Regions from separate parts of the Mus musculus genome. Here all the other regions are linked to region 4. Evidence: chromatin contacts called from public HiChIP or PLAC-seq data. All regions are on one chromosome and are shown on one strand. The core of a region is the stretch at or near the end of the contact, and the rest is flanking DNA. Distances in the headings are between cores, read along the strand shown. Region 1 overlaps Tnfsf8 (tumor necrosis factor (ligand) superfamily, member 8). Region 2 has its middle 45 kb from the start of Tnfsf8. Region 3 has its middle 46 kb from the start of Tnfsf8. Region 4 holds the start of Akna (AT-hook transcription factor). Region 5 holds the start of Tnfsf15 (tumor necrosis factor (ligand) superfamily, member 15).

Region 1 (5,354 bases), core at 2,558-5,057, 440 kb before region 4:
CACAACAGGTCAGCACTTCCAGCTCCCAAAAGCCTTCACAGTATTGATGTGGATCCTAACTTCATTTTAACCCATTTCTGTTCATTGTTTTCTCTGTGTTCAACAATAAGCATGCTGTCTATTAGGGATTTTTTTTTTCAAGGACCGTTGTGAATCCAGAGTCTCCCTTTTACATATGACTTCTCTTGAGATTCCTGTCTATATCATAAATATTCTTGGCCTGGTAGCATCAAGGAAATGGTTAGATTTGAAGGAATGTCTGTGAAGTGACCCTTTGCACAATGCCCGCCAGGTTAAGAGTTCCCATTGATCCCAAATTCGGCTGGGAATGAAGATTCCTCTAGATGTCGCTGTTGGGACTTTCCCTGGGTATTCATTCTCCAGGGAAGAAGAAACTAAAACGTTTCTTCTGTTTCTTCAAAGATTAAGATATTTCCAAGAGGTCTTCACCCTCCCCTCCCCCACAAAATCAGAGAGTCTCAAACAATTGTGTAGAGAACTGAGAAAACCTACTCTCACAGGCGATACAGTGTTTCATCCCTCCCCGCCCCACCCCTTCAAATCAGAGAGCCTCAAACAATTGTGTCCAGAAGTGGGAAACTCTACTCTCACAGGTAATACAGTGTTTCATTTTAATGAGCATCTCGTTATCTAATCCTCTCTGTATGGCATCACAGAGCTATCCCAAGAAAACAAGAAAAAGAGACAAAAAGAAAAGCGACCTCACATTCTCAGAGTCACGGCTAGCCATGTGCTGTGTCTGTTACTAGACATCTGTAATCTTAATGTGTGTCATATTAGCTACGCATCTCTGTTGAGTGTCACTGGGTTTACTTCACTGGTACAGTAAGGAGCTGAAGTTCTGGGAGAGGAAATGACGGATCCAACACCTTCACTAGAACCACATGTTCTCTGAGAAGCACCATCTGCCCGGTCCTTATAGGAGTCGTTCTGAAGAAGTTGACTAGGTCACAAATCATCTGACTCGAAAGCCCCATTTCCCTGACCTGTGACTTGACCCGGGCACTCTCCCAGACTCAGGATCAGGAAGGCACCCTGAAGCTGCTTTCCCAGCAACGTCCTCCAGCTGTCTCCTGAGGCTTCAGTCCCGGGTGTGTGTAATGGCTACAGACTCATCTCTCCTCCCTTTAACCCTCACTGCTCTAGAATGATCTAGAAAGGCATTTCTACATCTCAGTCAACAATGTTCCCCATCTAAATAGGAACGCTAAAATCTGAAAGAGAATATTCCAGACTCCCAACATCCAAACATCAACTAAGCCTCTTCTCTCAGAATAAACCCCTCCAGACTCAGGCACTGAGGAGACAGATTGCAGAGATACAGTCTAGATGCTCAGTCCACAAATCTCTGGAGCCACAGCAAGATTCCTACTGCCTGGGGCACCTATACAAGTCTTCATATCCACAATAGACTATCTTATCATGGGTTCACAAGCTGATGAGACTTGAGTTGCATGACTGGTACCCCACAAAATATTGTCTAGGTCTTAGCAAGATCCCTGTGACTTTCAAAGCGGCCAGCCCACTTTTTGAACAGCACTGACTGGCCAAATATTCAAGCTCCCATCTCTGTGACTTGGGTTATAACTTGGGTGTCCTTCTTATATGTCTGCCCCGGAAACCATGTGAGGAAAAGGAGATCAGAGTGGTGTTAGTTGTCAGCTGAGAGCATTTTAAGCCTTCAGAAGCCACTAAGACTCTTGGGGTTTGAACCCCACCACGCATCCTTCACTCTTCTTTTGCTGACACCTCCAAAAGTGAAGTAACAGAGATGGCACCCTTCTCCAAGGTCTTCTTCCAGCTCAACAGTGTCAATCTCTCAATACCCAGCCCCTCCTTGAACCAACTCCAGCAATGGCATTCTTAGAAGGAGAAGCCTGTGCTTAGTCTTAAGCATGAAACTATCTAATCAATTCTTGAAGAAAAACTACAGTATGCCTGCCATTTGACTTCAGGAAATGCAAATGCTTCAAAATAAGGTAGACTTTTTCCATCATTGGGTTTCTCAGAATTACAGCTGAGGTCACCCCACTGTACACATGAAGACCAAAGGGGAAAAACAGAAGAAAAAAACGCCTGCATGTGTGAGAGACAAGCCTGGGCTTGTACTTCTGCCACCATCTGTAGATGCTCAGCTCTGGCAGATATCACCACAAGCCACCTGATACAGAGGGACCTTAGGACTAGAGAGATAGAGCCTGTTTTTGATGTGACATCCTGGCTTTGATCCAGGGCATGAATCCTACTTTTCCACCTAACTTAGAATCTGTGAGAGTCAGGCCAATATTCTCCCTGCCAGGGGAAAAAGCAAGCACTCCTTCTCACTACACTGATGCCCTTAGCACTGGTCCAGCCAGAGCTACAGAAGGAAATAAGAGAGATGGTCTAGTTGACTCCACTCAGCAAATGCATCTTCTTGGCTGATCAGTAGGAGAGACTAAACAGTAGTCTCTGCCAGGATGTGTTTTAAAGGACAACTGGCTTGATAGAGGCAGGGCATTCCACTTGACAGGAACCAGAGGTATGCAGGTGGAAGCATATCCATGTAGTTGTGTACTGGAGCTGCACGTCTCCAAACTTGTGTAGAGTGGGGGGAAATCCGTTTGGGCATTAGAGTCACACTGACTGAGTTTTGATCTCCACCCTACTAGCAACTAGATGTGTGGCTGAGAACAAGCCAGTTAACCCTTTCTTATTCATCTATTTATTTATTTATATTCCAACTGCTGCACCCTCATCCCATTCCTCCCTCACAGAGTCCTTCTTCCCATTTCCCCTCCCCTTCTCCTCTAGGAGGATGCTCCCCCACTCCTCACCCATATATCCCCTCCCACCCTGGAATATCAAGTCCCTGCAGGATTAATTATGCACATCCTCTCCTGCTGAGGCAATACAAAGCAGTCCTCTGCTTCATACTTCATACGGCATCTGCATCTGTTTCAGTCAGCTGCCGGGTAGAGCATCTCAGAGGACAGTTATGCTAGACTCCTGTCTGCAAGCACAACATGGCATCCGTAATAGTGTCAGAGATTAGTGTTTACCCAAGGGATAGGTCTCAAGTTGGGCCGTTATTGTTTGGCCATTTCTTCAGTCTCTGCTCCATCTTTGCCCACCCTCCAGTTAAACTTTTAAAACCTATAGTTTCTAATGTAAATAACAGAGATAACTGTAAACTATCTCTCATGGGATGATTGTAAAAATTAAATCTCTTATGGGATGCTTGTAAAAAAATGTAAAAATGAAATCATGGCTGTAGCATGCTCAGTAAAACATTACAGAAATAGTCAACATTAGTTATGATGGTGGTAGTGGTGATGACATTTATTACTATTAAGACACAGAATAAAATGAGGGAGGGTATGGGCTGATACTGGAGAGATTGGGAGGAGTCAAAAGCCCATCAGAGCTGTAGGGAACATAAATTAGAAAGTGATTCACAGCAAAGAGAGTCCGATTTGCATCTCTCTGGTTTCTTTTGGTTGATGTTCTACAGTCCCAAAGATGAGATTGGACAACAGTCACACTTCCTTAGACTATTACACTTTGGGATCAAATTTCTGGTTATACACATCCACGAGTATGTGCAGGGCAGCAACAAGCCTCACAAGAACACTGCTTAGATGATAATTATGGGCTAAGATCTAGAGAGTGGAAGCTGGCCTTCAGCCTTTGATGGGCCAGAAGCCCCGTGTGAGTCCAGAACAGCTAGAGATGAATACTGCCCCTACTTCTGCTGGGGGTTCCTCTAGTAGTGAGCTTGCTCAGACAGCAGAGGGAACCCTTCACTCAGCTTCTAGCTGTTCTCGGGGCCCCAGGGTCTTTCTCGAATGAATCTGGACAATAAGATAAAGGAAGTAACTGGTAGTACCCATGTGTCTCTGTTTAGTTTCTGTTTCCAGGATCTGTCCGTTGGTGAGTCGGGTGTTGAAGTCTCCCACTATTATTGTGTGAGGTGCAATGTGTGCTTTGAGCTTTACTAAAGTTTCTTTAATGAATGTGGCTGCCCTTGCGTTTGGAGCATAGATATTTAGAATTGAGAGTTCATTTTGTAGATGAACTTTTGGTAGATTTTTACCTTTGATGAGTATGAAGTGCCCCTTCTTGTCTTTTTAGATAACTTTGAGTTGGAAGTCAATTTTATTTGATATTAGAATGGCTACTCCAGCTTGTTTCTTCAGACCATTTGCTTGAAAATTGCTTTCCAGCCTTTTACTCTGAGGTAGTGTCTGTCTTTATCCCCGAGGTGGGTTTCCTGTAAGCAGCAAAATGTTGGGTCCTGTTTGTGTAGCCAGTTTGTTAGTCTATATCTTTTTATTGGGTAATTGAGTCCTTTGATGTTAAGAGAAATCAAAGAAAAGTAATTGGTGTTTCCTGCATGGTACTGGTACAGCGACAGACAGGTAGGTAGATCAATGGAATAGAATTGAAGACCCAGAAATGAACCCACACACCTATGGTCACTTGATCTTTGACAAGGGAGCTAAAACCATCCAGTGGAAAAAAGACAGCATTTTCAACAATTGGTGCTGGCACAACTGGTTGTTATCATGTAGAAGGATGAGAATTAATCCATTCTTATCTCCTTGTACAAAGCTCAAGTCTAAGTGGATCAAAGAACTCCACATAAAACCACAGACACTGAAATTTATAGAGGAGAAAGTGGGGAAAACCCTTAAAGATATGGGCTCAGGGGAAAAAATTCCTAAACAGAACAGCAATGGTCTGTGCTGTAAGATCAAGAATCGACAAATGGGACCTCATAAAATTGCAAAGCTTCTGTAGGGCAAAAGATACTGTCAATAAGACAAAAAGGCCACCAACAGATTGGAAAAGAATTTTTACCAATCCTAAATCTGATAGGGGACTAATATCCAATATATACAAAGAGCTCAAGAAGCTGAACTCCAGAGATTCAAATAATCCCATTATAAAATGGGGCTCAGAGCTGAACAAAGAATTCTCAACTGAGGAATACCAAAGGGCTGTGAAGCACTTTAAAAATGTTCAGCATCCTTAATTATCAGGGAAATGCAAATCAAAACAACCCTGAGATTCTACCTCACACCAGTCAGAATGGCTAGGATCGAAATTTCAGGTGACAGCAGATGCTGGTGAGGATGTGGAGAAAGAGGAACACTCCTCCATTGTTGGTGGGATTGCAAGCTGGTACAACCACTCTGGAAATCAGTCTGGCAGTTCCTCAGAAAACTGGACATAGTACTACTGGTAGATCCAGCAATACCTCCCCTTGACATATACCCAGAAGATGTTCCAACCGGTAAGAAGGACACATGCTCCACTATGTTCATAGCAGCCTTATTTATAATAGCCAG
Region 2 (5,215 bases), core at 1,634-4,133, 500 kb before region 4:
ATTGAAAGTGATTGCCTATGAAGAAACTGCCAAGCCTCTAGAAGATGTAACCTTCCAGAGTTTGTTCCACCATAAGCATCTGCAATGGACTCACATCAAATTAGAATAGCCAGGGACTGATCTTAAAAGTTGGTAAGATTTGCTTCACTGCTGAAAAAATTCTGGGACAGAGAAATTAGCATGAAAAACATGTTCTGGGGGAGATCCGAATATGAGTATTTCCAGAGAGGAGGGACTCAAGCCTGAGCAACAGAAGAGATTGGGCTACTTTGCATGCTCACCCATACCCAATTGGGCTCTAACCCTGGGCTAATGTTTCAGAGAGGTTTAAATATATTGCATGAGTGACCAGGCTTTCAGATTCTTATTTTAGCCATTGGCAATGGGTGCACTCTGACACTGAGAGAAAGTGTGACAATTTTCTAAAATTTTGAGGAATTACTATTCTTAGTCATGAAAAGACAGTGGACAGCATTTAAATATAAAGTATGTGGGTGCACTCTTTCAGAATGCTGGGATGGAAGAACTGCCCTTACCATACCGGAGGTTCTCTTGAAGTCTCAGTTTTCACTCATGTCTCATTCTGTGCCCTCCAGATTCTCCTCATTATAAGCTAGAATTTCTACTAGACTTGGTGGCTAATCTGACAGTATGAACCAGCTTCTTGTTTCTGTAGTCTACATTAGAGTATACATTCTAGAAAAATCACACAATCCTTACCACCAATGCCTAAGCTATGTCCCCAATAGCCATTTTATAACTTTCTTTGGATGACATAGAGTGTAATGGCACAAGAGAATTTCCCATGACTATTCTACTGTAGTAAGGGTCCCCTAGTCTGAAAATACTATATGGGATCCAATCCCAGTAAGGCAGTGTCCAGGTGATAATACCACATGAGTCCCCGTGGAAAGGAATAACAACCCACATGCCATTCTGTTTGAAATGAACTTTTGCCCCTTCAAGGTGAGAAGAATGTGATGTAGTCAACAGATGCCATCAACTTCAGGGCAGGTGTCATGGAGCAATGGTACTTCATCAGAGTCTCCGCATCCTTCCCTGCTGTCCACGGGTGCAACACTGAGCAGCAGATAGAGCTTCCCTGCTCTTGATGAGTAGCAGGCCACATGGATAAGCTTTGTGGAGCTTCCATCCTCATTGTCACTGGGATTTTTTTTTTCATGACCGCACAGTGCCAGCACCAAGGTGGCTGGTAACAAGCTATTGCCATCAAGGTGGCTAGGGACAAGCCATTGTCAACAGGTTGCTCTGACATTTTGTCTACTTCATCTTACATGTGTTGCAAAGATTTTCTCATTTTCTGCCCACCCCTGTGTCTCAGTCTCTTGCTTTCAACCTCATACTTTTTGTCTTCCAATGTTTCTCTTTCCTGGCCCCTCACCAAATATCCAAGCCATTCCACTTCCCATATATTTGTAATGTATTCTAACTTTGAGTCACTACTTTGTCTAGGCAGTGTGGACAGATGGCAGGTGCTCAAACCTCTGAGCATGTGAACTTTCCCTTCCTACTGTCTTCTAAGGTCATTTTTGCAGGTGTTTTCCATTCCATCTCAGACTCAGGTACCAACACATCAACATAATAAATAGTTCTTCCTCTATATATGAAACAGTCACAAAGATTTCCTTCCAATCTCCCACTCATTTTATGCATTTATTGGTGAAAACTGAGCCAGGGAGTGCCAGTTAGTGCAGAGGGGTAGCATGTAGATGAGACACCCATTTGTCACATCTTATCCTCAAATCTATACCTACCTCGCAAAATGCCACTTCTGGGTCACATTGGATCATTTCAGCACTCATCCACCTTATGGCTGAAGCCAAATAGAAATCGAACTTTCAGTTCATGGTAGCAGAGCTGGCCATGGTCATAGTCACTTAAGATCAAGATCAAGTGTCCCTTCTTTACCCAGAATATCAGGTAGAAAACACTTCTCCACTAGATTTCTCCACTGCAAACATGGATGTATTATTCACTGACATTAACTCCTACCCTGTGCAATTTCTTCTACCTGTTTCTAGCATTGCAAAGGTTGTGAGTTCACAACCTGAGCAGTGAGGCTACTTTCATCAAAATCTGGCTTTTGTAAGGGATATTCTGAAGAACTGATGCAGATATAATGGGACCACTAACATGGTATTCTCCAGATCATTACAGATGGCCACAGTCTCTGTGCACTTTTTGTTTCTTTGGCCATGAAAATAAAATACAGAGTGTTTTTAATGGAAAAAGGTCCCCACTTATTCTATTTAAATCCCTTTGGCCAAAATTAAATGACATCATCATATGCAGCTACAAATAAGACTGGAAAAAAAATGAGTTTTTTCCTGGATTACCAGACTACGTGCAAGTAATTTTAGATGCTGCATTACTGAGGGAAAACTAAAGAAAAGATACAGGGGAATAAATGGCCTTTCTCCATGGTTTTAATGTTTGTGTCCGTAGAACTAATGGTTCATGTATATATTAAGCACTTTGATCATCTGAGATGTAAGATGAAATAGGAATGTAAGATCCAATGACTCTAATCACCTAGTACATAAATAAAAGTTGAATAATTAACAGCATGTCTCTTCTGCTCTGTGTTCTAAGCCATTTCAACTGTGCCTAACTGTGCTGCTTTGCTTGGTTTCTACAAAAGGCAGTGCCACATCTCAATCTTTGCCTAAAACTCAGCATTACAATAGGCACTCAGCATTGTTCCCCAAGTAGTCTGATGAAAAAAAAAAAAAACAAAACAAAACTTTAGAGATGAAATCATTCCTTGCAATCATTAAGGAAATTGAGGTCCAAAGAGAAAGGGACTTGCCCAAGGTCCCTGCTTTCATCTGCATGTTGTCAAAGATTCATATCTCTGTCTGCAATCAAAACGGAGTCTAGCAAGACTCTACAATCTAAGAAGTAAAAGTTGAGCTTCCTAGGATGCCCCTGCCGAATATGACTCACAGGAAAAACCCCTAAGGACAGACGCCAGCCAACACTGTATGGAGTTTCCTAGGCTCTTTAACTCCTCACCTTTGAGTAGGTGCAGAGCCAATCTATATTGCTAAGGAACTTTTCAAACCACCCTCTGTGATTTTGCCAAAAAGGATCCAGATTTTGCCTAAATATCAAGTTGCCTGCACATACTTGAATTTCTCCCCTTTGAGGCTCACTACTCATATCTGAGAACATTAGTTACTTTGGCTGAGTTTCTAATTATTTCTATCTTGCAGCTGGTTATGCTTATGCTAAAGTATGAAGAAGAGCAGGTTAAACAACATAATATATTTAGCCCAACTCCTTTCCTGATAAAATTTATTTCTGTTCTCTTAAACCCATGTATCAGAGAGCTAAGAATGTAGATTAGTGGTCTGGAGTTTAGTAGGTAGAAGGTACTAGTGTCCCTTCCCAGCCTGTGAAGGAGAAAAAAAAAAGCTACCCAACATTGATTCTATCCATCATTGCTTCCAGAGAAACTATTTACGGAAATCAATTGGGATATATTAACCCATGTTATTAGCTCAGTAGATACCAATCACAGACGAGAGAAGTCTGTTTGTTATAATGCTAGCACTTAGACATTGCACTTCATTTTTTTCTGAAAATTTAAGTGTAATAATTTTTTGGTGGTAGGTTTGGGGGCAACTTTCAATAATGTTGTTTTCACCTTGAATATTTTCTAGTGCTTAAATACCAATGCATTTCTTATTCATCTACCAAAACAATGGTGATGACGATGACAATGATGATGACAACAGAAGATACTCAGGTGAAGGAAGTAATGAAGGGTAACACTTGTGAATGGCATTAAATACCAGATTCAATGACAAGATAACTCCAGTACTCTTTGAGTGCACAAGCAAATTCATGTCACAGAAGGTCATCATCAAGGTTTACTGTGTGTCTTAGGGTGAAGATCATTCTTCTAATTCTGAGACTCTATGGTTATGGTGCGCGTGCACGTGTGTGTGTGTGTGTGTGTGTGTGTGTGTGTGTGTGTGACTCTATGGCTACAAGGAGGATAAATCAGCAAATAATCATCAAGTTGTCCTCTGACCTCCACATGTACATCCTTCATACATGCATATTCACACATATCCACACATATACTCACAAACCCACATGCACACATGCACACAGGCATTCATAGGCCACATACATGCATGCTCTCTCTCTCTCTCTCTCTCTCTCTCTCTCTCTCACACACACACACACACACACACACACACACATAAAAAAGAAAGAAAATTTAATAAAAATATTTAAAGTCTATACTTGGTGAGAACTTAAGAATCCATTTTAAGGAGTTTCATTAGTTCTCTACAATTGCTAATGCCAAGTCACTTCACCATCTCTTAGCTTCACATGCTATCACCTGTGTAAGCAACTCCCTGCATTTAATTCTACCTACCGTAAACACTAGAAATAACAACCATGTTCTTAAGTAGGCATGACTGATATAATTTAACTTGCAGATAAAAAGAACCATATCTTCTGATATCAGATATAAAAGGGGGACTCCAAATTAGTTTAACATTTAAATGAAAAAGCACAAATTTTTATTAATAAACTAAAATGTTGGGAAATTCTCTTTTCAACACCTAGAGTTGGAAAATCTTGTATTTTGAATACATAGACTTTTCGGATAGGTTAATTCAACTGTGACAAACACCTTTCATTTATTGAAGAATATCAAAAAGGTAATAAATCTATAGTTATGAATTAAGATGAATCTGGCAGCCCCTGGAAGTGAATTTCTGAAGAGGGAAGTCTCAAAAAATAACAAGTTATGAAATATTGCTCAGAGTCACCAAATCAATAAATGACATGGAGGGCCCAGGAAAAATATGAACATTTACAATTGATAAAATGGAACTGGGGGGGATGTAGATAGAGATGTGGGAACACAGTGGCCACTATCAGGTCCCCTGGCAGTCTACCCTGGAGGGAAAGATGGTATTATATGTGTGTATATCCAGCAACCTTTCTCCAGTTGTGCAACACAAGAAATACACACAAAGGCTCATCAGGGAACATTCTTGGGGGATTTTTTCCTTGCATTTCTTTTAGAGAGCAATGGGGCAGAGTAAAGAGAAGAAGTAGTACAGGTTAGGGAGGAAGGAGTGAGGGAAAATTAATTTCACATCCACCCTAGGATAACTTGTAGGTAAAAGTGTCTATACGCCTGAATAGACCATGAAGTATCAAACAG
Region 3 (5,083 bases), core at 650-3,149, 410 kb before region 4:
TGCAGCATCATGGAATCTAAGCCCTTGGAATCATAAAACAAATCACATGCTTTCTCCCATAAGCTCCTTGGTCATGGTGCTTTGTCACAGCAACAAAAGAGGAACTAATGTGGGGTGTCATTTTTTTCTCTAACATAGCCACTGGGGAGGGGACTAAGTAGAAAGAAGGAGGATACAGCAGGAAATCAAAGACTATGTTAGCAGGCAAGGCAAGTTAATATAATCACCAGGCATTATGTGTACATATGAGACTCTCAAAAATGAAGAAAACAAAACAAATTGACAAATTCAGTTAAAGATGTGGCTCTGACACAAAGTTTTCACCTAAATTTATGAAGCCCTGAATCTCATCCATAACACCACAAAAAAAGGTGGAAGAAAAGGAGTTGTTGTCACTGTGACATCTATTTAGAAATACGTAGAACTTAAAATAAGTAAAATGACTTTGATGCAAATGTGCAAACTGTGAGACTTATCATCAGAAATCAACTTACTACAAAGCAAAGAAAATTAAAGCAGTATGGTGTTAACACGGGAAGAGAAAATGGGTAAGTGGAATGAACTCAAATGCTTAGGATTATTTGAATAGCATCAAAAAGATATCAACATTCTCCTTAGTAAAAAATGTGAGAAAAATTGTGTATACACACACACACACATATATAAACTTATCATTGGTTCATGTGCTTTATTTCATACTTAAAAATTAGGATACAGAAAATGTGGTACATCTACACAATGGAGTACTACTCAGCTATTAAAAAGAATGAATTTATGAAATTCCTAGCCAAATGGATGGACCTGGAGGGCATCATCCTGAGTGAGGTAACACATTCACAAAGAAACTCACACAATATGTACTCACTGATAAGTGGATATTAGCCCCAAACCTAGGATACCCAAGATATAAGATATAATTTGCTAAACACATGAAACTCAAGGAGAATGAAGACTGAAGTGTGGACACTATGCCCCTCCTTAGATTTGGGAACAAAACACCCATGGAAGGAGTTACAGAGACAAAGTTTGGAGCTGAGATGAAAGGATGGACCATGTAGAGACTGCCATATCCAGGGATCCACCCCATAATCAGCATCCAAACGCTGACACCATTGCATACACTAGCAAGATTTTATTGAAAGGACCCAGATGTAGCTGTCTCTTGTGAGACTATGCCGGGGCCTAGCAAACACAGAAGTGGATGCTCACAGTCAGCTAATGGATGGATCATAGGGCTCCCAATGGAGGAGCTAGAGAAAGTAGCCAAGGAGCTAAAGGGATCTGCAACCCTATAGGTGGAACAACATTATGAACTAACCAGTACCCCGGAGCTCTTGACTCTAGCTGCATATATATCAAAAGATGGCCTCATCAGCCATCACTGGAAAGAGAGGCCCATTGGACTTGCAAACTTTATATGCCCCAGTACAGGGGAACACCAGGGCCAAAAAGGGGGAGTGGGTGGTCAGGGGAGTGGGGGTGGGTGGATATGGGGGACTTTTGGTATAGCATTGGAAATGTAAATGAGCTAAATACCTAATAAAAAATGGAAAAAAATTTAGAATCAGATTATATTCCCGGATGTAAATAGTAAGACAACAAAGTCTCACATCCACAATATGAAAATCCCCAAGTGGCCATTGAAAAGACAAATCATCTTCGAATGGACATTTTGGATCCATTCAAATGCCTATTGAGCTAATGATTTGAACAAGGCTTCAATAAAGAGATTGCTGTGTGTCTGGGGTGTTAATAATTCCCTGTTAGTATTACTAGGACATCAAGGAAATGGGCATGAAAACCACAATGTGATGTAACTATACTCCCACAAACTGACTGAAATCAAGCCACTGCCAACACTCAACACTTGGTGGTGAGGATGTGGAACAACTGAAAATCTTATTCACTGCTAGAGGAAATGAAAGTGATACAGTTATTCTGTTGCACTGTCCAGCAGGGTTCAACCAAAGCAATACCCGTGCTTGTCTTGTGATCCAACCACTCCACATCTAGGCTCATTTTACAAACAAATCAGGCCACATGGACACAAAAGAACAGATAGGGCCATGCTTGTAACAGTTTCATTCATAATAATCCTGCGATGGTTAATATTGATTGTCAACTTGAAAATGTCTATAATCACCTAAAGGGCAAGTCAGTTGTATAGCTAATTCCTCCAAATTAAAATATTTCTTCCTGGAGGGACAAGAGGACTTCACAAGACTCAGGAAGTAAAACTCACAAAGCTTGAGAAGCAAATGAAATTCACAAGATCCATAACCGCTTTCACAATTATATAAATAGCAACAATTGCTCCTGAGAGGAGTCACTGAGCTGCCTGAAATTTGTGAAAATAGCTCTAGGTATTCAGCTTCCATGAGTCAACCACACGTTACAAACAATGGGATTTTTTTTTTTTTTTTAGTGATTTAGTTGTCTTTGGATCACCCATACTCCAGAAATAACTCCGCAGCCCCCAGTCTGTTAGTAACCCCAGGAACTCACCAGTTTGCTAAGCCAGAACTGGACAGGATTACTTATCTAGTCCTCAGGGCCTTATCTGGAGTGAATGAACACTTTTTTCATTTATGCACAATTTTATTTATATACAACTGATCCCAAACAATTTACAAAACTAAAGCTGAGTTGAGGAGGAGGAGTTACATAGTTCCTATGATGGATTATGAGATAGGTAACTAACACTGACCCATGTGGGTTGACCCAAGATGGCTGCTTTTCCCATATGCTAAAGAATGGTGTGCTTGCTTGTTGTAGAAGTGCTGTTATGCTTGACAACAGATGCCATCAAGACAAAGCCACCTGAGAGTGGAGCATCCTTGGTGGAATCCTAAAGTACTCACCTTCTTCTACTTGTTATGGAGTGACATTCATTGATGTTCACTATACAAATATGGAGATTCCCCCAGCACTGCCAGTAGACTAGAGAAAACCTTACAGTCTCTGAAAGTAGCACAAACAGAAAAAGATTATAAGCAAGTTGTGGAGTCAATTGCAAGGCCATTATTCTAGGTAATAAGATATAGAACAGATGTCTGTTTCCTGTAGCTTGTCTTTTGTGACTTTGTGGATTATTCTTTATTCTACCTTTCTTCACTCCCTTTCTTCCACCCTTTCAACCCCTTAATAAGAGAAAAAAAGAGTAGAGGAGGGAGAAGAGATCCCTGACTAAAGTCAGGAATTGGAAATCTGGTGTGTGTGTGTGTGTGTGTGTGTGTGTGTGTGTGTGTGTGTGTGTGTGTGTGTGTTGAGGGAGTGGTTTATTGCTAGATTACTTCCTGCTGATTTGGGTCATTGAGTTACTTGGGTCAAGTTTGACCTTCACCATCAGAATATCTAATTTTATTTTCTTTCTTCTATGCTCATGGCTACTTAACAAACTGTGACCAACAACAAGTAACCAACAACTCACCAACAATCCCCCCACTTCTTAAGACCCTAGGACATTTATATACCCTCTAAAAAGTCCCCAGAATTTCAAACATCACCCAGTCACAGAAACTATCTGCATCTGGAAAAAAAAAATCACACCTCTGCTAGAGCACGGGCAAGGCATAGTCAGCTTCTGTAGACAATCTGAAGCACCCCATATGCTACATCTGGGAATAAGATGGAAACACATCTTATATTTCTATGATTTTTTTAAGGAAATCAAAGTTCCAGAATTGTCACTACAATTTTCCCAAAAGAAAACGCCTTTGTGAGTGAGTGATTGCAATGTGGGAAAGGCCTGTAGATACCATTGGCCTCTGATTTGCAAAGGCAGTGGGAAAGAGAAAATGAGATCAAGCATTGGTTTACCATTTCTTTCAGAATGCCAAATACAATGGAGTGTAAATTAGATATACGCCATCTGCCTCAATAACAGAGGAAGGGTGATCTAGAATTTAGCATGCAGACAAAGGGTCTTAATAACAGTGTAGTACAAGAAACTATGACATGTTTTAGCATCTGAACTTCTTGAACTGAGAAAGACTTTTAACTCAGCAATTAAAGAGCCTCCTATTGCCCTAGCTTATGTGGCTAAGGGACATAGGAGCAGATGGAATTAGACTGAATACTGTGGATGCAGAGAAACTGAGCAATGTAACTACTGCTCCCTAGAGACAATGAATGCATAAAATGTAGTGATATAAGAAAAACAGGCCCTGATGGACTGGTTTTATGAGTTCCTGGGGATACATGTTTATGACTCTCAGAAATATCAGAGACTGAGAAGACAACAGAAAAAAGACAAACATTGCTGGGGGAACTTGGAATGAAAGGGGCAGTATTTGATGTTCCCTGGACTAAGTAGGGTCATATTCACAGGAAAGTTTTAAAAGAAGTTGATTTTAATTTATGCACAATTTTATTTATACACAACTAGTTGATTCAGCACAGACCTCAAATCTAGTTTGGGGTTTTACTGTCTTTGCTGAGCCCTACAAAGGGATCTTAATGAGATGATAGAGGCTTTGGAAAATCTGAATGGTTTAGAACTATTTTTTTAATCAGGCTTGCATAGATACAGCAATCACAAGGAGATTATAGAGGAGAAAAGATGAAAAAGGTATCATTCGAAGGCACGTGTGACAAGATTTGTATTGAGCTGATTTATAGGTGGAAATTTAACAGAAAACAAAAAGTAACTGTGATGTGCTTTCAGAAGTTTCCAAACCCTAAGCAACAGTTCACAAAGGATGTAAATGATAAAACAGTGCAGAAAAAAAAATCGGAAGATTAAGCTTACTCCAGAGTTTGGGTAATTACTATCCCAGAGCAAGCTGTGTACTTTTCTCCCCTGCAAGAAAATAAAGTGCTACTACAGACTGTTTATCCATACCAGGACTTTCAGGATCTAGATGAATCTGATAGAAAGGCAAAGACCATGGTGCTTGTCAGAACTGGGAAACCAGTACCTATTGCAAGTACAAAAAGGCAGAGCAAACCCTTGCTTCCTTTTGAGCCTAAGCCAGGCCAACAGTAAAAGCCAGTTTCACCAAGACCATCAAGGCAAGGCTCTTTAGGAGAGTAGAGTATTCACAGCATTTCCATAGCAACAGTAGCATTCCAGGGTGAGGAG
Region 4 (4,894 bases), core at 999-3,498:
TCAGCAAACGGGACTCAATGGTAGAGGAATTAAATGATGAAGGGAGTGGCCAGGTGGACCACCCAGTTTGGCTTGAGACCCCAAATAAAGGATGGGCCCGGCTGGGGACAGGAGCTGGGAGAAAGCTACTGTGCCCAGGCTCAGTTTGTCTGTAGCTTTGGATGGGTAAACTTGAGGGATAGTATTCCAGAAAGGAATACCATGTGGGCAAGGGGAAGGATAAGGGGGCTGGGGGAGGAAAAGGCCCAGTGTCGGGGTGAAGGACAGTAAATACTGGCTGCTGTCTTTCAACAAGGCTGAGGGTGTGCCAGCTGCGGCAGCCACCTGGTGTTGATGGGTTAATGATCAGGGAGGGTGAGCGGGTGAGTGACAGGATGTCAGGGGAGCCTGCCACCCACACAATGGGCCACATGGTCGCCAGAGCAGTAGACAGGGTCTTGATAAGATTTGGCTCTGTTCCATAGTCGCCGGGGGACTGCAAAGGGAGCCCCAGCCCCCAGATGTGTGTACAAGGCAGGGCCTGGGAGATAGGAGTTGAGAGGTTACTCGGTTGAAAGTGCTTGGTGCTAGCTCAGACTTAGCCAGATCCTGGCAGCTGGCCCTCAAGAGCATTCATTCATTCCATTCACCCATCAGTCACAAGCCCTTGGAGGAGACCAGACTCTCCCACCTAAGGAGACCCGGGGGCAGAAACTATGGTGATGACATAGGTCCTAAGGTCCCTTACTGCACACTGGGCAGGCCGTCTGTCATGGAATTGACAGCAGCCTCTCCAGGGCAGTGGCCACTCTGGTTAGCCCTGTTCCACAGAAAGGAAAACCATGGCTCTAGCCACTGAGGTCACAGTGCCAGCAGGAGGTGAGGCTGGCATGCTGGCATTGAACTCCCTGGCCTATGGACTCTAAGATTCTCTCCATCACTCTTGGGTGGTCCCCAGCCTGGCTGCTCCCTTGAGGTCCCCCCTCCCCCCCCAGGGCTTTCTGGATGGCAGAGGGTTGACCTCATGTCTCTTCTGTTTCCTGACTCTCTGGGTCAGCAGGGGCAGAGTAGAGAGCCAGGAGCGGACTTAGGGCTCCTGCAGCATCTTCCTTCTACCTGGCTCCTGCCTCCTCCTGCCTGCCCCGTCAGCCTGGATCCTGAAGGTCAGATTCTGTACCTCCTGCCCCGGCCCCTGAGTCCTCTCACATCATATCCTGTTGTCTTCAAGGGCCTCCTGCTTCTCTCAGGTCTCTGCAGCTGCCTTTCTAGAACATTCTCATCAGTCATGCTTGCGGCTTGCTTCTGCCTCTCTGTCCTTCCGGCCGCTTGTGTGACTGTGGCCTCCCCACCCAGACCTTCCTGATAGTCCTGCCTCACCCCCACTCAGCTTGTTACTCTCAGGCCCCTGTCTTCAGCCAGGGCAGGTCCAGCATCTGAGACCTGAAACCTCGGGTGTTTCCCTAGGATCTGCGAGTCCTCAGCCTCAGAGATACCAAAGCAGCAGGAGACGTTGGTCACCAGCCTGTCTCATACTCTGCCTCAGGCACACCTGACATCTTACACACTTCACTATAGAGTGAAGGGCCAGGTGTGATGTGTCTGTGTCCCACCCTGCTTCTTCAGATGGCTACACCTCTCACAGAGGTGAAGGGACCTGAGGAGCCACAGGTTGGCCATGAAGATAATTCTGTTCCTTCATCTCTGGGGCCTCTGAGGGAGAAGCTACAAGAGGAGATGTTCACCTGATCCTCTAGTTCTTCCTTCTTACCTAGACAATTCCAGTGCAGGCTCATCTTATCTCTAGGCATGGACAGTAAGTGGAAGGGCAGAAATCCCTAAGTCTGCCCTGAGATGATGAGACTTGTGTTAGTAGACGAAGTTAAAGCTGGACAGACAGGAGCAAGCGCCAAGGCTGAGGTTCCCCTTTCCCTCCTGTGAGGATGGGCAATGAGACCTACACAGTGGGAGAGGCTTTGATAAAGTCTTCGGTGATGGAAGAGACCAATTTTGGGGTGGGAGTGGAGGAACTGCAGGCTCCTCTTCCTGGGACCGGCATGCAATGTGACTTTAGCCAAGCCTTCTCTGGACTTCCTGCTCGTACAAGCACGGTTGTGGTTGCAACTGAGGTGGTCTCAAACTCAAGGCCTCAGAAGTTCTCTTCCCATCAATGCAGCCCCACACTTGCCCAGCAAAGGGTTAAGCTCTTGGCGCCAGCTCCGCAGAGTAACCCCCCCTCCTTTTCACAAACACTTGTAGGAAATCAGGCTGGGCGCTTCCTGCAAGGAGGAGGAGGCAAGGCAAGGCCTCAGCTGCAGGGGCGGGGAGAAGTGGGGAGGGATGCTTGTCTGTGAGCTGAGGCCGTTCTGGCTGGCAGAGCAGTCTGGAGGCGTTCCAGGCTGCTGTGGAGGCAGGGGGCTCCCCAGGTTTGAAACAAAGACCTTGTGGGCAGCTCCCCTGAGCCCAGGCCGGCAGGATGGTGGTGTAGTACTAGTGAGGTAAGGAGCTGAGCCAGGAGGAGGGCCAGAGGGAAGGCCGCCTTCCCTCTGGATGGGCCAGTCATAGACTCTGGACAACCCTGGCAGGCAGCCCAGCCCAGCCAGGAAATCACAGCTACGCAGCTGCTGCCACTCCTGTCCAGTTCTGGGAGTCCGGCCCCCACGAAAGAGTGGACCCCAAGATGCTAGTTTCCAGTTCCAGATCCAATTTGGTTCCCTTGGTGAACTTGGACCCGTGTTGGTCCCTCTCTGTCCCCCGGGGTGGGCTCATCTCAAGGCCAGTTAGTGCTTGGGTTACTGAGGGTCTCGAGATGTTCGGAAGTGAGGAACAGGCCAGGAGATGACACCCTCCTACCCAAATAAGGGCAGGGACAAAGTGGGGGCCAGGAAGCCAGCTTAGAGCTACAGTAGGACAAGATGAGAGTCAGTAATAGCCTGGCCCCTTGTTAGTTCCTCCCAGGCTCTTTGGGTGAGCCAAGGGACAGTCCGGGGACATCCGTCATGGGTATCTCCACTTGCCGCAGGCCAAAGGCCACTCCTGTGAACAGGTCTATGCCCTGCCACGGATCCAAACTTGCTTTGGAGCCCCACAGCCCAGCCCTTCAAAAGGGTCCAGCAGCTTGGTAAGGAGGTCTTTCCCCTGCCATCCTCCTGCCTCCTATACATCTCCTGGCCTTGGTTTAATAGTCACAGTGTTCTAAACTTCCTGGTTGTTCTCATTAGGTGGGTGCCTCTGTTTCCTCATCGGGATGAGGTTAAGGTGGGGATGTCCTGGCTCTCTCTAGCTGGGTAGCATGGAGATTCTGAATGCCAGGGCTGCTGAAGGTTGAAGCTTCAGTGGGGGAGGATCATCCTGGACACACACGCACACGCACGCACACACACACACACACACACACACACACACACACACACACACACACATGCACGCACGCACGCGCGCGCTCGAGAGAGAGAGAGCTGTATGAAGCAGTGTGTGGGGAACAGGGCATTGCCTAGCTAGTTGCTAAATAGAATCCCTGGAGGGTGTGACAACATGGAGATCAGTTCTGTACAGGTGTTAGGTGATAAGAAGCAAGGACATAGAGAAAGCAGTGTTTGGTGTTTTTTTGGGGAGGGTGGGGTGCAGTTTCTCTGGGGGCAGGTGGGGACCTTTAGCTCAATGGCCCAACCATTAGCAGGACCTAGTTATAGAGGGGCTGGCCCTCCTGGGTCAGGACATCATAATTCGAATCCCCAGCTTCCACTGCTACCCTGACGGCTGTCCAGACTTCCCTGCCTGCCTGTGGCACTCAGGGGCCAGGCCCTGAGCCATCCTTGAAGTTCAGCTTGTATTTTCAGACCTCTGTGTTTTTGTCTGTGCTGTTCCTCTGTCCCGATTCCCCTTCCTCTTTCTCCCCTAGATGTGCTTGGTCTGTTAAAGCTGTCACCAAACTTCCTTCTTCAGTGGTTTTTCTGGATTGCGTCCTCCACGGAGGGTGGGATCTTGGCAAGCATGTGTGTTTCTGTATCCTAGGGGCTGAGAACCTCCAAGTTCATTTGGTGCGTCTCTGAGGGTCAGGGTGCTCACCAGACAGAGGGATGGGTGCAGCAGGAACAGGCCTAGGTGACCACCATTCCCCTTTACAGAGAGGAGCAGTCAGCCAGCCACATGCCTCGAGTGGCTGGAACATACAGGGCTGGCTGGGATCTGCTTGCCTGGTGCTCAGCCTGCTGCTCTATTGCAACTTCATCTCTGCCTGAGGTTGGTACCTATTTGACACTGATGTGTGTTTGTTGATTGACTACCTGACTTGGCCAGTTCCAGGCTCCATGACACTGAGGGCTGTGACTTGCACAGAAGAGTAAGGTCTTTCTCAGGTAAAGCTCACAAGTCGAGGCACTTGAGAAATGGGTGCAAAACTGTAACCACTGACTGTTGCTGCCAGGGATGTGTGGGCTCTCCGGAGAACGGTGAGATTTTTGTGGCTGAGTCATTGCAGCAAACTGGCCGTTCCTCTTTCTGCACGTAGGGGCCTCTGCGATGGTGCAGGCTGCTCTGCGGTGGGCTAGGGGAAAGAAAAAAATGACATTTCAAAAGTCAGAAAACCACATGCTGCAGCCCTGCCTCAGCAGAGATGTCAGGAGGTGTGGTTGCACCCCCCTCTACCTGCCCTCGCCTCCGCACTGGGCTGAAGCTGGAGAGGCTCTGTTGAGGTCCTTGCTTAAAGGAAGAGTCTGAAGACTTGACCTGGGGCCTCTGAGCCAGGATCCCACAGACATCAACCGAGTGCACACAAGGTCGGGATCCCCCATCACCATGGATTTGAAGTAGGGGTGCAGGTCCTGTACGGGAACGAGGGGCCTTGAACTTAGATTTACAGTATTTTGTGGGGATCGGGGCAGTACATGGGTGCCACTGCACACACCAGAGGCCAGAA
Region 5 (5,154 bases), core at 1,877-4,376, 340 kb before region 4:
CAGAAAATAAGAAATACTTAGACCCACTGAAATAAATGTTTATGTTACCCAAGAGGACTTTAAAGATGGCAAGCAAACACACAAAAAGATAATTACATCATCAGTCACTATATCATGATGTTACTACTTCAAACCTATCAGAATAGCTAAAACATGCTGGGCATGGAGGTACAAACTTTTAGTCCTAGCACTCGGGAGACAGAGACAAGCAGATCTCTGTGAGTACAAGGCCAGCCTGGTCTACATAGTGATTTTTAGGGTTTGAGGGCTACACAGAGAAACTGTGTCTCAACGCAGAAAAAAAAATGGTTAAACCAGAGCTAGGGAGATGGCTTAGCGAGTAAAGGATGCATCCTAAGCATGAGGAACTGACTTCAAATTCCCAGAACTCATAGATAGCCAGGTGTGGTGGTGCACATCTGTAATCCTGGGACTTCTACAGGGAAATAGGAGGCAGAGGAAGGAGAATCCCCAGATGTTCTCAGGCCAGCTAGGCTGGCCTAGAAAAACAAGGTATCACTATCTGAAACAAAGTAGACAGCAAGGACTGATATCCAAGGTTGTCCGCTGATCTATGCATACATATATCCTATACACACATGCACATACTGTGGTACATGTCACACCATATATTCACACATACCGTGGTAACATGTGTATACCTAAACATTATATGCATACACACATCGCATACATACCTGTGGCATACACACACACATGATAGAAATAAAAATGGCTAAAATAAAAACAAGTGATAATACCAAGTTCTGAAATGACTTTTGGATCTCTGTCATGTTGCTGATAAAAATAAAATGGTCTCTGAAGCAACTACAGCACGTTCTTACACAAAGAGCATGTGCTCAACAAACAGCCCAACAGTGCCGCTCTTGGTCACTGATGTCAAAGAAATAAAAGTGAGTTTGCACAAAGACCTGTACATGAATATTCATAACAGTTTCATGCATAATAGCTAGACATAATTCAAATGCCCTTCAGTGGGTAAGGTTAAACAAATTGGAACATCTGTACCCTAGTAGAGCTCTCTGTCATTAAAAGAAATGTTAAGTAACAATGGCAAAGATCTGGGAGAATCGCAAAGATCCATTTCTTAGTAGGTTTGCTACCTCAAGCATGGATAAGCAGGGGCCATAAAAGCTACCCTTTGATGGAATTCACCTCAACAGTTGTTAGTTATGAATCAAGTACCCATTGCCAAGCCAGGAGGAACATCTGCATGACTTAGCACCTTCCCTCCCAGCTTTGATGGCGGTCCAATGGAAGTGACAGAAAGAGCCAAGCCAAGTCAGAGCATTTGGTGACAGAGAAGATGGGATGCCTCGAAAGCATTGAGGATAGTATCACTCCCAGCTGGAGGGAAGGGATGCAGCAAAGGAGGAATAGGGGAATGGGGAGAGAAATCAGAAGCTTCCCCAGCAGAGAAAACACCGTGGGTGAGCATTAGACTGTAGAGGACTGGAGAATCTACATCTTGGGAACATAGGAAAGGTGAGTCTGGGCCCCGGGGAGGATTGACAGCAGGTAGTGTCCAGGCCAAGGGCTTTCCGAAATACTGAGAGGAACTGGGTTGTGTTCAAGAATAGGGGCCACCAAACAGGGACATGCCATGGGCTACTCTAGGTGCCTGGTTTCTTTATTCTTTCTCCTCACCTCTCTTTTTTTTTTATTATTTAGTCCTTCCTTCCTTCCTTCCTTCCTTCCTTCCTTCCTTCTTTTCTTCCTTCATTCTGCATGTATATGTGCCACAGTGTACATGTAGAAGCCAGAGGACAATGTGTCAGGTCTCTCTCTCTCTATGTGGATTTCCAGTATTAAAGCCAAACCATCAGGCTTGGCAAGAAGCACTTGCGCCTGCTGAGCCAGCTCACAGGCCATGGATTCCTAATTGCTGTAGACCACCTTTATACAGGGTCCTCTATGCTTCTCTGGTGTCACCCCTCCCCACCTCCAAGACTGAATTCAAGCCCCACCTCCTCTTCCAGAAGGGGATTCAGTCCTCCAAATGGAGGCAGAGAGATCTCAGTGAGTTTGACGTCAACTTGGTCTACCTATTGAGTTTCAGGACAGCCAAAACAACATAGTAAGACCTTGTATTTAAAAAAAAAAAAAAGAAGAAGAAGAAGAAGAGGAAGGAGAAGTGGGGGAGGAAGAAGGGAAATGAAAGAGAAAATAGAAAAAGAAAGAATGAGAAAAAGAAAAGCAGTTGTCTCAGGATGAAATAAGTCGATAATAAGTCAATTGATATTTGCCTCCCAGCATTGGGTTAAAAAGCAAGTGTTTAGTGAATGCTAGCACATATCAGCTGCCATGCCCTCTCCCATCCACAGCCAACATAGGCAAGGTAAACCACTGGCATTAAGTTAACTTTGGGACAAAGGAGTACAGAAGCCTATGTCATTATCTCTCTGACAGTCACTTCTAACTACAATCACAACCAGATACTCTCTGCTGGAACATAAATAACCTTATGTTTCACAGGCTATGCCCATGTCTAATTGTAACTTAAAATGGACATCTTCCTGGCTCTGCTCTCTTCCATCCAGAATGACGTAGGGCGGGTACCTTTCTGACTGTCAGTACTTCCATCTATAGAATGACAGGGAGATAAGACGGTTTGTGGCGCTTGGCAAGGGGCTGATGTGAACGTGATTTCCATTTCCTGTTGCAAGCCACACACCTCCTAGTCCCTCACTTTCACTTCCAGAAGGAACACACTTCCCAGACCAGCTCGGCTGGCTGCAGTCCAGGGCAGGAGCAGGTACATTTTAATTTGCCCCACCCATTGACTTAATGTATTCTTGATCTCCTCCTCCAGGGACTTTCCTGACTTCCTTCTGTAAATGAAGGAAAGAGCACATGAGCATACTGTACATAAATATGCTTGGGAAAGCTTTCTCCTTCTCCTTCTTCTTCTTCTTTTTTTTTTTTTTTTTCTTAAACCAAACTTGGTTTCTGTTGTAGGCGGCGCATTCCCTAGCCGGGCAGGGCAGGCTGCAGAGGGCTGTCAGAGGGAGGGGAGAGTAAAAAAGGGAGGAGAGGACAGTCATTAACTCACTCAGTGTGACAGCTGCTCTCTTATTTAATGGGGGGCTCTCTGGTCAGAAGGGATCAGAAGTCTCTCCAAGACAGCAGAAGGATGGCAGAGGAGCTGGGGTTGGGCTTCGGAGAAGGAGTCCCAGTGGAAGTGCTGCCGGAAGGCTGTAGACACAGGCCAGAGGCCAGGGCCGGGCTAGCTGCCAGGAGCAAAGCCTGCCTGGCTCTCACCTGCTGCCTGTTGTCATTTCCCATCCTCGCAGGACTTAGCACCCTCCTAATGGCTGGCCAGCTCCGGGTCCCCGGAAAAGACTGTATGCTTCGGGTAAGTAAACTTGCTCCTGCTTAGACAATCAGTGGTCTCTCTGCAGGCAGCTGTGTATTCCAGTTTGGGACAGAGCCATTCATGGATAGCGCTGGTGGCTCCCCTGTACAAAGCAAATACAGACCGGGGGGTGAGAGGTGGAAAGGTCCCATCTGGTTCTTAACTTTGCACTTCCAGGGAATTGAATTGTTTCATCTCATGTTTGTGCAAGAATAACTTCACACTCCATATACTCTTTTTTTGTTTTTGTTTTTAGATCATTATAATTACAGTGCGGCAATACTTTGGAAAACATTCCTTTTTCCTTAAACAAAAAGCTCTTAAATTTAATTACATAATGCATGATTATTGAGGGGAAAAAACATAGAGGTGTAAACTATTAGTGAACTAAAATATATAATGCCTTTCTATTTATATTGGAGGATGATTCTGAGATTTCTACATAGTATGAAATTGTTTCTATGGCAATGACCCCACGGCAGTATGATGTATGGATGACTATATTATGTTCTTATACGTGTGTGATAAAATTTACTTAACCAGCTCCTCTTCTTGGATTTAGAAATATTTTTCAGTGCTCAATTAAGAACATACTGACCCTGAGATTTTGCTGGGACTAGAAAGAAGGTTAGCCACCACAGGGGTATAGGGGTGGCACTCAGAGAATGAGGGGGGCAAATATCCAAGCGGTGACAAAGCCAAGGCTGAGGACACCCAGGAAGGATCTGAAAGGTCAATGTGTGTTATTTAAAGAATATTCCTCAGGGGGAAATATCTGACATAGTCTGTAGTGACTGATTCTACTTTAGTCCCAAAGATTAAGGACTAAAAGCAAAAATAGGCAGCCTAATTAGAAACCTGGTCTCTAGTCAATCCTGGGCAATTTCCACTCTGTGGCTAATGTGTAACTCCTGCCACTCCATCAGGGTCAACAAACTGTGATTCAGGCAGCCACGTGTCATGGTTTATACAGTGTAGACATGTGCAGATAGACTAGGAAGGCTGCTTATGTTAGAAGGGACCTGTAGGGTATTAGAAAATGGGAGGTCAGGCTATGACCCCAGAAAAGCACACACACACACATACACACACACACACACACACACACACACACACACACACACACACACACCAGACTGAGGCACTTCAGGGAATACTCAACTCATACGGAGAGAGCTGTTGTTGAACACTGTATTATTAAGTGGCCTCCAGCAATCTGTGCCTCCTTGGACTCTGGAGGGATTCCTGACATACAGTTGGATCCTATTACTCGAGATGCTGTCTACAATCCCCATGTTGGCCGAAGCCAGACAAGGTCATCTAGGTACAGTCCAGAAAAGGGAATTGGCAGGGGGAAATGACCCAACAGGGAGACTCATAAAGAAGGTGCTGGGTGCCATCACAAACCACAACACCCGAGTCCCCTCCTCACAATCCCGACTCAGATGCCTTAGGTATGAGCCACATTGATACCTAATGCTCCCATCCCACCACGAAGAAAACCATCTTGCTGGAGGGGAGACACAGAGGAGCTTGAGGTTGTTGCTTAACCAGACTACAGGACATCTCAGCTTCCAAACAGAATAGTAAAGGGGCTGAGACTGGGATGCCTGGAGAGATGCAGGTCCTGAGAAGCAGCAGCTGGCCACTCAAGGCAAGTTCTTAAGGGAGAAAAATATTTATGAAACAGCTTGTAGGGGCTTAAATGGGGGCCCTGATTGCTATGCGCAGATAGAAGGAACACAGAACAGCTGGGAACATCCAGGATCAGTGGCCTG

What was found. HiChIP or PLAC-seq counts read pairs in DNA pulled down with a chosen protein or histone mark.
Region 1: an H3K27ac HiChIP or PLAC-seq map of bone marrow-derived dendritic cells shows a contact between it and region 4, with 5 times the contacts expected there. The contact joins the enhancer-like site here to the promoter of Akna in region 4. A contact is called at or near these places in 5 of 39 promoter capture datasets (the 3T3-L1 cell line, the HPC-7 cell line, embryonic stem cells and 2 more), 2 of 15 datasets of contacts at CTCF or cohesin (large pre-B cells and pro-B cells), 95 of 484 Hi-C or Micro-C datasets (B cells, the C2C12 cell line, CD4 T cells and 54 more) and 19 of 115 datasets of contacts at active chromatin or transcription factors (CD8 T cells, DN3 thymocytes, astrocytes and 12 more).
Region 2: an H3K27ac HiChIP or PLAC-seq map of bone marrow-derived dendritic cells shows a contact between it and region 4, with 4 times the contacts expected there. The contact joins the enhancer-like site here to the promoter of Akna in region 4. A contact is called at or near these places in 1 of 39 promoter capture datasets (cranial neural crest) and 9 of 115 datasets of contacts at active chromatin or transcription factors (CD8 T cells, bone marrow-derived dendritic cells, craniofacial prominence and 6 more).
Region 3: a contact with region 4 is called in an H3K27ac HiChIP or PLAC-seq map of bone marrow-derived dendritic cells, with 3 times the contacts expected there. The contact joins the enhancer-like site here to the promoter of Akna in region 4. A contact is called at or near these places in 4 of 39 promoter capture datasets (the HPC-7 cell line, embryonic stem cells, frontonasal cranial neural crest and 1 more), 1 of 15 datasets of contacts at CTCF or cohesin (large pre-B cells), 2 of 484 Hi-C or Micro-C datasets (bone marrow-derived macrophages and female germline stem cells) and 4 of 115 datasets of contacts at active chromatin or transcription factors (bone marrow-derived dendritic cells, embryonic stem cells, microglia and 1 more).
Region 5: an H3K27ac HiChIP or PLAC-seq map of stem cell-derived neural progenitor cells shows a contact between it and region 4, with 2.2 times the contacts expected there. The contact joins the promoter of Tnfsf15 here to the promoter of Akna in region 4. A contact is called at or near these places in 4 of 39 promoter capture datasets (the 3T3-L1 cell line, embryonic stem cells, hippocampal neurons and 1 more), 5 of 484 Hi-C or Micro-C datasets (B cells, adipose-derived mesenchymal stem cells, embryonic fibroblasts and 2 more), 4 of 115 datasets of contacts at active chromatin or transcription factors (bone marrow-derived dendritic cells, double positive thymocytes, embryonic stem cells and 1 more) and 1 of 9 other capture datasets (adipose tissue).

The regions. Positions count from the first base shown.
Region 1 is chr4:63,839,109-63,844,462 of GRCm38.p6, reverse strand. All of the region lies in intron 2 of Tnfsf8 (tumor necrosis factor (ligand) superfamily, member 8), which reads left to right. Among named protein-coding and RNA genes, the nearest start is that of Tnfsf8, 19 kb to the left of the region's middle. Within about 2 kb of position 3,807, at least 17 of the 459 cell types and tissues checked have an H3K27ac peak or open chromatin away from gene starts, as enhancers often do. A contact at or near this core is called in B cells, CD8 T cells, the CH12 cell line and 4 more, where this site is marked.
Region 2 is chr4:63,903,944-63,909,158 of GRCm38.p6, reverse strand. No RefSeq gene overlaps it. Among named protein-coding and RNA genes, the nearest start is that of Tnfsf8, 45 kb to the right of the region's middle. Within about 2 kb of position 2,883, at least 9 of the 459 cell types and tissues checked have an H3K27ac peak or open chromatin away from gene starts, as enhancers often do. A contact at or near this core is called in bone marrow-derived dendritic cells and thymic regulatory T cells, where this site is marked.
Region 3 is chr4:63,812,712-63,817,794 of GRCm38.p6, reverse strand. No RefSeq gene overlaps it. Among named protein-coding and RNA genes, the nearest start is that of Tnfsf8, 46 kb to the left of the region's middle. Within about 2 kb of position 1,899, at least 21 of the 459 cell types and tissues checked have an H3K27ac peak or open chromatin away from gene starts, as enhancers often do. A contact at or near this core is called in bone marrow-derived dendritic cells and bone marrow-derived macrophages, where this site is marked.
Region 4 is chr4:63,400,799-63,405,692 of GRCm38.p6, reverse strand. It overlaps Akna (AT-hook transcription factor), which reads left to right and starts at 2,248. Exons shown (of 22, transcript NM_001045514.3): 1 at 2,248-2,474. Gm52742 (a long non-coding RNA gene) reads right to left here. Exons shown (of 3, transcript XR_003955424.1): 3 at 3,567-4,522.
Region 5 is chr4:63,743,031-63,748,184 of GRCm38.p6, reverse strand. It overlaps Tnfsf15 (tumor necrosis factor (ligand) superfamily, member 15), which reads left to right and starts at 3,126. Exons shown (of 4, transcript NM_177371.4): 1 at 3,126-3,376. The coding sequence starts at 3,155. Gm42294 (a long non-coding RNA gene) reads right to left here. Exons shown (of 5, transcript XR_881353.3): 3 at 3,074-3,479.